Linked DNA regions of Sus scrofa: region 1 is linked to region 2. Evidence: chromatin contacts called from public Hi-C data. All regions are on one chromosome and are shown on one strand. Each heading gives the region's core, a stretch centred on a gene start, on an enhancer-like site or on the middle of the called end of the contact. The rest is flanking DNA. Distances are from core to core; before and after follow the strand shown.

Evidence for each region. Hi-C and Micro-C count contacts between places; a contact is called where the count stands out from the background.
Region 1: a Hi-C map of liver shows a contact between it and region 2, with 10 times the contacts expected there. The contact joins two enhancer-like sites. A contact is called at or near these places in 3 of 5 promoter capture datasets (fetal liver, fetal skeletal muscle and liver) and 11 of 47 Hi-C or Micro-C datasets (blood, embryonic fibroblasts, epiblast stem cells and 4 more).

The regions. Positions count from the first base shown.
Region 1 is chr4:122,971,607-122,976,295 of Sscrofa11.1, reverse strand. All of the region lies in intron 2 of LOC102161678 (a long non-coding RNA gene), which reads left to right. LOC106510223 (a long non-coding RNA gene) reads right to left here. Exons shown (of 2, transcript XR_001308524.2): 1 at 3,201-4,689; 2 at 1,310-2,119. Among named protein-coding and RNA genes, the nearest start is that of ABCD3, 45 kb to the right of the region's middle. Within about 2 kb of position 2,180, at least 6 of the 83 cell types and tissues checked have an H3K27ac peak or open chromatin away from gene starts, as enhancers often do. A contact at or near this core is called in fetal liver and liver, where this site is marked.
Region 2 is chr4:122,886,547-122,890,913 of Sscrofa11.1, reverse strand. All of the region lies in intron 4 of ABCD3 (ATP binding cassette subfamily D member 3), which reads left to right. Among named protein-coding and RNA genes, the nearest start is that of ABCD3, 41 kb to the left of the region's middle. Within about 2 kb of position 2,298, at least 7 of the 83 cell types and tissues checked have an H3K27ac peak or open chromatin away from gene starts, as enhancers often do. A contact at or near this core is called in fetal liver and liver, where this site is marked.

The DNA.
Region 1 (4,689 bases), core at 931-3,430, 86 kb before region 2:
GTAGCAGCATTATTTACAAATCTGTATGCCAATGTCAAGTCAATATGGAGCACACCTGGAACGAATATAACATTGTATGTTGACTATATTTCAATTTTTAAAAAGCAACTCATGTTTAATATAAAGAAAAAACATTCTTCATTGAAACAATAAACATTTTAAAGATCCTATTGTATTTGTATACTAGGAATGCAATACTCAACAAAAACAGACAAAGTCTCTGTTCTCATGGAGTTTAGAATGAATGGAAAGTACATTTATTCATTCAACAAATATATATTGAGCATCTGCTTTTATAGCATCTGCTTTTTGTAGAAATTTGCCTGTATTTATACTTCACTGTTAGCTTTTGATAAGTAAGTAGGTGGAGAGCAAGTAGGAAGTTGATAGATCGATGGATCAATGAAAGATCGATCAATGATAGATAGATAGACAGATAGAATGATCCCACTTTCAGATCTCATGGACAGCCATGTTCGGGGCCACCAGCTAGCCCTAGAAGCACTTCAGATCTGACCCCTGAACCTCCGGCCTCCCCCTGGACCCATTGACTCAACTCGCTACATGTGATCACACAAACCCACATTCAGCACACGCTTATATAGGTGAATATGAAACAAAAGCTTCACAGAAGTTAACCTTAGTACATAGGATCCATATTTTTCCTCTACTCTATTTTGCCATTTTATTAAAAAGCACTGGTTGTGATGCCTTAGTGATTAACACCTGTAGTTTGAAAGCCACCGCTCTAAACTTTGGCCAGTTTTTCTATTTAGGCCTCCAAGTCACAGGCAGTCTGAATATGCCCCATTTCCTTGGGCAGCAGGGATAAAGATTACTCCTTTTAAAGTGCTGGCCACCTTTTGAGGCCCAGGGGCCTCGGCCCACACTCAGAAAGTTACTCTCCGAGGTTTAAAGTGATGGACGCTTCAGCAAGGCCCTAGCCTCACCCTTGCACGAGGGGTTTCAAGGCTCTAACGCCCTCTCTCAGAGTGAGAACCTGCCCGCACCGATCTCAAGCGATTTCCTGACACAACTCTTGCTAAAGAGAAAAAATAACTTCTGATCTCTTCTGACCTCAACAATAACAATCAGGTACTGCTTTTAAAAATTATGTAATATTTGAGATTAAAATAGCAGTGTCCTTTGGGGGCATGGTGACTTGTGGTTACATGGGTGTGTTCATTTCGTCCAGTTCAGTGCCTACCGTTCGATCCCCAGAACGACACTCTGATCCTATATGCCCATCAAGAACTAAGCTATAATTACATCGCGGAATGTTCACACAACAGAATACTATACAGTAATAGGAGCAAAGAAATGATCATTTGTTATTACATGCAGGCGATGAATCTCAGAACATGATGGTAAGGCAAGATGTCAAATACGTAATAGCATGCGCGGCAGCCTTCCATTGGCACGAGGTACCAAGCAGGCACAGCTCATCTGTGCCCTTGGACGTCAGGATGGTTGGTCGTTTGGCACATAATGACAAGAAGGGAGCACAAAGATGTCCAAAGTCTGGGAAAAGTTCTGTTTCATGATCAAGGGGCTGGTTACATGCATGTGCTGCTTGTGAAAACACACAGTAGCTTGAGAACTGCAACAGCTGTAAGGATGGAGAGTTTGCATTTCTGCGAGGCTGATGACTGGGACGAGGTCACATATTCCTGAAGTGGCAGAGGCAGGTTTCAATCCAGGTCGCCTGCCTCCAGCGCCCAGGTGTACAGCCTTCTGGGGAACTCCTGTTACTCAGTAGCATTCGGTGTTGTCAGTTTTTGGATTGGGGCCATTTTAACGGGCGTGCAGTGCCCTTACCACTCTAGGCACCCTCTTTCGTGGTGTATGTTCCTCGCGTACCTGAGGAGAATCTGTATTCTACTACAGTTGAGTGGAGGGTTCTGTAAATATCCGTCAGATCTTGTTGGTTGACCCTCTGGTGGAGTTCTGCATCTTACCTAGTTTTCTGGCTAGTTATTCGATCCATTGTTGAGAGAGGGGTGTCAAAGTCTCCAACTGTACTTGTGAACTTGTCTAATTCTTTTCCAGGCCTATCGGTTTTTGCTTCACATATTTTGTAGCTCTGATCTTTGTGCCTGCATTTGTTTCAATACACAGGCTGTGGAGAGAGACTTAGTTAAAATAAGGACATGAACTTTGCTCTATGGGGTAATAAGCTGACACGATTCTTAAGCATAGCAAGTTCCAAAGGGCTTTCTTCACTGGATAAATCACCACTTCCCAGACCTCTCTCAATATTGCTGTTTTCTGTTGAAATCTCTGAAATGAATCTCTTATGACACAAGTCTCCAATTCTATAATGTCATTTATTTATTTATTTATTTTTGTCTTTTTGCCATTTCTTGGGCCATTCCCGCGGCATATGGTGGCTTCCAGGGTAGGGGTCTAATCAGAGCTGTAGCTGCCAGCCTATGCCAGAGCCACAGCAACACGGGATCTGAGCCCTGTCTGCAACCTACACCACAGCTCACGGCAATGCCGGATCATTAACCCACTGAGCAAGGGCAGGGATTGAACCCACAATCTCATGGTTCCTACTCGGATTCGTTAACCACTGTGCCACGATGGGAACTCCTGTAATATCATTTATTATATTATCTTGAAGTGGAGTTAGCCCCAAGTTTCTTAGTTAGAGTTCTTAAAAATGAGTTTCTAAATGAGAACTGATGAACTCCTAATTTAAACAAACAAAAAACCAGTAAAAGAAATATCACTGTCATATGTTATCTCTAACTTTTCCTAGACTACGTCTCCTACTTCCACATAAGTAAATTGTCACTTACACTGAAAAAGGTATAATGCTAAAGTTGTAAATATCTTTCAGAAGGATGGATTTCCTTTCTTGTCATGCCTGGGGAGGAAGAAATTTTCCTCTCCCCTTCTAGGTTCTTCTGACTGGTCTAAGGATTAAATTGACATGAGACAGATTAAGAGAAGGAAATCACACAGAAGTTTAATAACTTGTGCACATGGGAGTGACTCAGGAAAACTGAGTAATAGCACTGGGAGCTGTATCTGGTCACTTATGATTGAGTATGATCATGTGAGCACAAATAATGTATACATGTGTGTACAGGAGAAAATTGACAAAACACTGTAAACCAGCTATAATGGAAAAAATAAAAATCATTATTTAAAAAAAAGAGAAGAAAAGAAAACTGAGCCAATTAAACTCCTACCTTAAACACCATCCTCAGCTAAAGACAAAGAGCATGTCGGGGTAGAGGTTTAGGACTTCACGGGGGAGGGAGGCGATTCACATGGAGATGGAAAAGCAGATGTTTGGGAAACAAATATTGGCTGGGCCCCGTGGAGACCACAGGACACAGAGTGGACTCTGATCTCTGGGTCCTGCCTGGTTACCTCACCACACTTAGCCGGTTTCTTTTTAGATATCTTTGGTCATAACTCTATTCCAAAAGCAGGCCTTTACTTAAATTCTTTAGGCAGGTAACGGGGAGGCAAAAGAAAGACTTCCCTTTCTTTTTTTTTTTTTTGGCCATGCCCAAGGCATGCAACCAAACCAGAGCCCCAGCAGTGACAATGCTGAATCCTTAACCACTAGGCCAACAGGGACTCCAGGAAAAAACCTCCTGAGTCTTCTATTTCCTGACTGTCTTCGGCTCAAAATAACCAGCATGCCAAAGAGACATTTTAGGGAGGCAAATTTTGCTCCCCTATATGTGACAATGACACAATAAGTGTTTTTAATATAAATATATATGTGCGATGTGCCATCCTTGCGACTTTTTTGCTTTCTCGTTTACTATAATATTCTTTAGGAAATGAGTTTAAACTGTGGACAGAGTATTTGTATTGAATTTGAAGTCAGAAGAAAGTTCTGGATAGCAGGGGTGGGAGGCCTTAGTGAGATCTCTTTCCCTAGCTTCCCTTTAAAAACACACCTCAAGTTCCAGTTGTATCTCAGCAGAAACAACTCCAACTAGTATCTATGAGGATGCAGGTTCGATCCCTGGCCTCACTCAGTGGGTTAAGGATCCTGCATTGTTGTGGATATGGTGTAGGCTGGTGGATACAGCTCTGATTAGACCCCTATCTTGGGAACTTCCCTATGCTGCCGGTGTGGCCCTCAAAAGCAACATAATAATAATACTAAAATAAAACCCTACCTGTCTGGGCTTAATGTGGTCAGGGGGCCTGACTGTATCAGGCCCCTCTTGTAAACAGCCGTGCTGCCATGACCAGAGCCTCTCAAGCTTCAACCAGCTTTGTCAGATCTTCTCTCCTGCTAACACAAGGGAGACCCCTGGGGACCAGTCCTCCGAAGAGTAGTTAACTCTCCAAGTATCGAACCGTGTCCAAGAGAGGTCAGGAAGCTATGGATAAATGCTTCCCTCTTCCTCCCCAAGTGAATAGTTTTGAGGCATATAGAGCATAATTCTCAAAAGATTCTCAAAAGTAACTGGTTGCCCTTAAGAATAACCCACCCATGGGGATAATGCATTCCCATGTTGGTTTTCTCTTCTTCTCTTTTAACTCTCTTCTCATTCCATGCTCCCAAGCCTCATGTCTCCACATCAACTAACTGCACCCATGCCTTTGTCTCAGGCTCAATTAGTGGCCAAGACAGCAACCTTCAGGCACTTCTCTTTGGCCCTGTTACTGAGTGGCTATCAGTGTGATTAATGTCAGTGATGATTGTTACAG
Region 2 (4,367 bases), core at 1,049-3,548:
TTTATATACATCTTTTTGTTTTTCCCAGCATTATAAATTACAAGTTTTTGTGTGCTTTAATTTTTTGCCTGCCTCCTACTAATTCAGCTCAGGCTTATTGACAACACTATGAAATCTCCGTATTATAATATGTCAAACATGCAGGTAACTTATTTCTATCTTTATTACCACCCCGCCCCATACCACTTGTTGGTTTTTTGTCTTCCTGCTCTCATTAGGATTGATTGCACTTTAGCTCCACTAAATAGCAGTCATGTTTGAATTTACTTTTATCATCATCTTGGGATTTTTTTCCATCTTTCTCTCCTGCGTTACGTAACTCCTGCTTTTTGGATCTTTTGTTTTCTTCTTCCTCAGTTTACTTTTCTGTTTGGCAGGTGCAGTCTTTTTCTGAGAAAAGGGTACAAAGGAAGTAAAAATTTGAGAACTTGTACATCTGATAAAGTCCTGTACTCACTTGATTGGTAATTTAGCTGTATTTATGCACATTCCGAGTTGAACATCACTTTCTGTTAGAACTTGGGAAGCATCATCCTTGTCTTCTAAAGAGCTCAGGGGTTCTCAGCCTTGGCTGGAGGATCACTGGAACCATGTGGGGAATTTTGAGAATGCTTGGGCCCGCCCCCGAGAGAGTCTGGTTGAAGCCCCTCCCCTTGGCGATTCTAATGCTCGGCCAAGGTTAAAAACCATTGGTCTGGAGTTCCCGTCCTGGCTCAGTGGTTAATGAATCTGACTAGGAAGTACGAGGTTGCGGGTTCGATCCCTGGCCTCGATCAGTGGGATTGAGGATCCGGTGTTGCCAGGAGCTGTAGTCTAGGCCAGCAGCTACAGCTCTGATTAGACCCCTACCCTGGGAACCTCCAGGTGTTGCGGGTGAGGCCCTAGAAAAGGCAAAAATCAAACAACCCAGAAAAACCCCACTGTTCTGGCTTCTGCCTTGGGTGCTGAGGTACATTCCTGTGCTAATTGCCCTGCCTTAGCCACCATCTGTTTTTACCCACTCTGGAAGCTTTTGTTATTTCTCTATTATGTATTGATGGTGTTTAGGAATTTCATTGAATGTTGGTGTGAATTTTTTTTTTTTTTCATTTGTGGTGGTTGTACTAGGAACCAAGTTGGTTCTTTTCAATCTAGAAACTCTTCATTCTGAGAAAATTTTTTTGTGTTTTTCAAAAAGTTCTTCCTCTCTCTTTGTTTTTCCCTGCGCTTTTTCTGGAATCCTTACAGAGTGTTGGACTCTCTGGACTGATCGTCTGATTATCTTATGATTTCTCTGCCATTTTTGTCTCTGACATTTTATTCTATATTCTAGGAAAGTTCTTTTAACTTTATTATCCACGTTTTTGTTTGTTTTAATTTTATTTCCAAGAGCTGTCTTTTTTTTTTTGCATGAATGTGCATTTTTGTAGCAATCACTCTTTCAAGTCTGTGACTTTCACTGTCCTTTGTTGTTCTGATCTTCGTCACTCATGTTAGAACTTCCCTTAAGCAGTCGCTTGTGGCTATGTGTTGATATTTAACTTATCAGGAGACAGGTTGTGGGATTGTGGATTGTCTGGTTTCCCTGAAGGGTGTTGTCTGTTTGTCGGGGGAGTGTGGTCAGTTGTGTGTGTGTGTGTCCTCTGACAAATTCTGAGTTAAGCCTAAGTGTAATTAAAGTGTTTGCTCATTGCTCTTAGCACATCAGCTTTAGGAGGATCAGTTTTATGGCCAAGTTCTGGTTCTCTGAGCTTTGTGCATCAAGTCATTTGCATCATTTGTATAATTAGCATAGAGAAGCCGTTTATGTCCTTTGACATGGTTATAGAAGTTTGTTTTTTCCTTTGATGACTTATTATTTAAATGTCATATCTATTAATAGATATATGGGCTCCATACCTATAGCATTATTAATTATCTGTGACAAAAATAACAGGTTACATCTATTATGTAACATTATGTAACATTATATTAGATAACTGTATAGAATTAGTCACATAATACATACAAAGAACCCTGCACAGTCATGCTATAGGATAGAAGATTATTTTTTTTAAAGTTTCCACCTTTTATTCAGATTTTGCGATTTCATATTTTTGTAACCTAAAAGATTAGTTTTCTAAACTGGGATTTCCAATTTTAATTAAATAAAATGCTTATTTTAATTTTCTCAGACTGAATGCCCTGGAGAAAATGCATTACTTAGAGTAGGTGGTGTATTAATTTGATTAGTGATGATAGATAAGAGGAAAGTTACTACATAGCATTGAAACCAAAACACCTCTGACTCAACCCAGACTGGGCCTTGAGCCCACAGGTATTTAATTAGAATCACTCACTCAGTGTCTGGCCTTACTGAGGCTCAGGTTTTTGTGTCTCAGTGAGAGACAAAATGATGGGCAAGAAACAGATTAAGAGGACGCTTGTGAGAGATAGCAGTGGGCAGGCAAAGAAGCCCTGCCCTGAGCGGTTGGGTGGGCTGCATTTTTATAATCTAAGGAGAGTGGGGAGGGTGAAAAGCCCGCCTTCTTCCTTGTCCGTCAAGTAGAGGGCGGGCTTGCATCATTAGCTCCTCCTCCCTGTGGGCTCCGACTAGGCCCGGTGCTTATTCAGATCAGCAGAAGGTGGTCACAGGTGCTGAAGTATGTTGGATCATCTCGGGTTTCCTCCTTTGGCGTGTGTGTCCTCCATCCCTTAACTTCCTGTCCTCGGTCCTAAAGATCGTTATCTTGCCAAACTTGAATGCAGGCCACATTTACCTTTCACCTAGTGGCCTGAGGCATATCTCGTGCTTTTACCGTTAAGCAAGACCTCCCTCGTTCCATGACATTCTGATGGCTTTCTTGAGCGATTATTAACTTACAGTGGTCTCCCAAAGTTCCCTAGGTCTCCCTCTCTGTCTGTGGTCCCTCCCGGGACCTGTACACCTGCTGTGTAACTCTCCTACTCCAGCCCTATCAGCATGAGCCAACTTAGAATTCTATTAGAGTAATCAACTTGTTGGGTACTTGGTTTTTAAATTTAGTTATGAAAAAAATTGTTAAAATGTAGAAAAAAAATAAAAAACAAAAAACTGAAGCGTTTTTAAAAAACACACTATTTTGATATAATTTAAACTTGCAGAAAAGTTGTTAAGAGTAATACAAGGAACTTCCTAACACTCTTAACCCAAGTGCACTGATTATGAAAACAGGCATTTTAAAGTTAACTGTTAACTTTCTCCTAAATAAATATTTTAAAACATTAAAAGCTTCTGCTCTGAATGAGATCTTTGATATCTGGTCAAATTAAAAGTTTTAAAAAACTGTGAATTCATAATACAGAACAGTTTTATTTGAGAAATTAACACATTTTTCTAACATGCTGCTAAGGTACATTGTAGATTTATTTCTCTGTCTTTTCCATTTTGCCTCTTCCAAAGTATGTTTAGATTCATATACTTCTGCTAAAAGGGAGTCTCTTAATATGCTTCATTTTAGTATCCTTCACGTCCATCAGGCTTACTTGTTGGTACTGACTTAGGGCTTTGGAGGGGGCGGACTGTTCAAGGTGGAGGCTGGCAAGTCTGTGAGGTGGAGAGCAGTCATTCATTCTTGCTGCTGCTGTTAGGGGGACGTTTTCCTCTCCCCTTCTAGGTTCTTCCGGCTGGTCTAAGAATTCAGTTGACATGAGACAGATTAACATGAGAAAATCAAACAAAATTTTAATAACATGTATACATGGGAGAGACCAGGAGAGCTTAGTAAGTCACCAAAATGGCCAAAGCCTTCACTTTAAACACCATCCTCAGCTAAAGACAAAGAGCATGTTGGGTAGAGGTTTAGGACTTCACGGGGGAGGGAGGTGATTCACATGGAGATGGAAAAGCAGATGTTTGGGAAACAAATATTGGCTGGGCCCGTGGAGACCACAGGACACAGAGTGGACTCTGATCTCTGGGTCCTGCCTGGTTACCTCACCACACTTAGCCGGTTTCTTTTCAGATATCTTTGGTCATAACTCTATTCCAAAAGCAGGCCCTTTTCTTATTCTTTAGGCAACTGCAGGGGAGGCAGAAAGACTCCCTGGGAGTTCCCTCGTGGCTCAGTGGTTAAGGATCCAGCATCATCACTCCTGTGGCTTGAGTCACTGCTGTGGCATGGATTTGACTCCTGGCCCAGGAACTTCTGCATGCTATGGGCATGGCCCCCCTCAAAAAAACCAAAAAGACTTCCTGAATCTTCTGTTTCTTGTAAATAATCAGCCTGAAGTTTCTGTTGTGGCGCAGCAATAATGAATCCGACTAGTATGCATGAGAACCCTGGTTCAATCCCTGGCCTTGCTCAGTGGTTTAAGGATCCAGCATTGCTGTGGGCTGTGGTGTAGGTCGCAGACATGGCTCGGCTCTG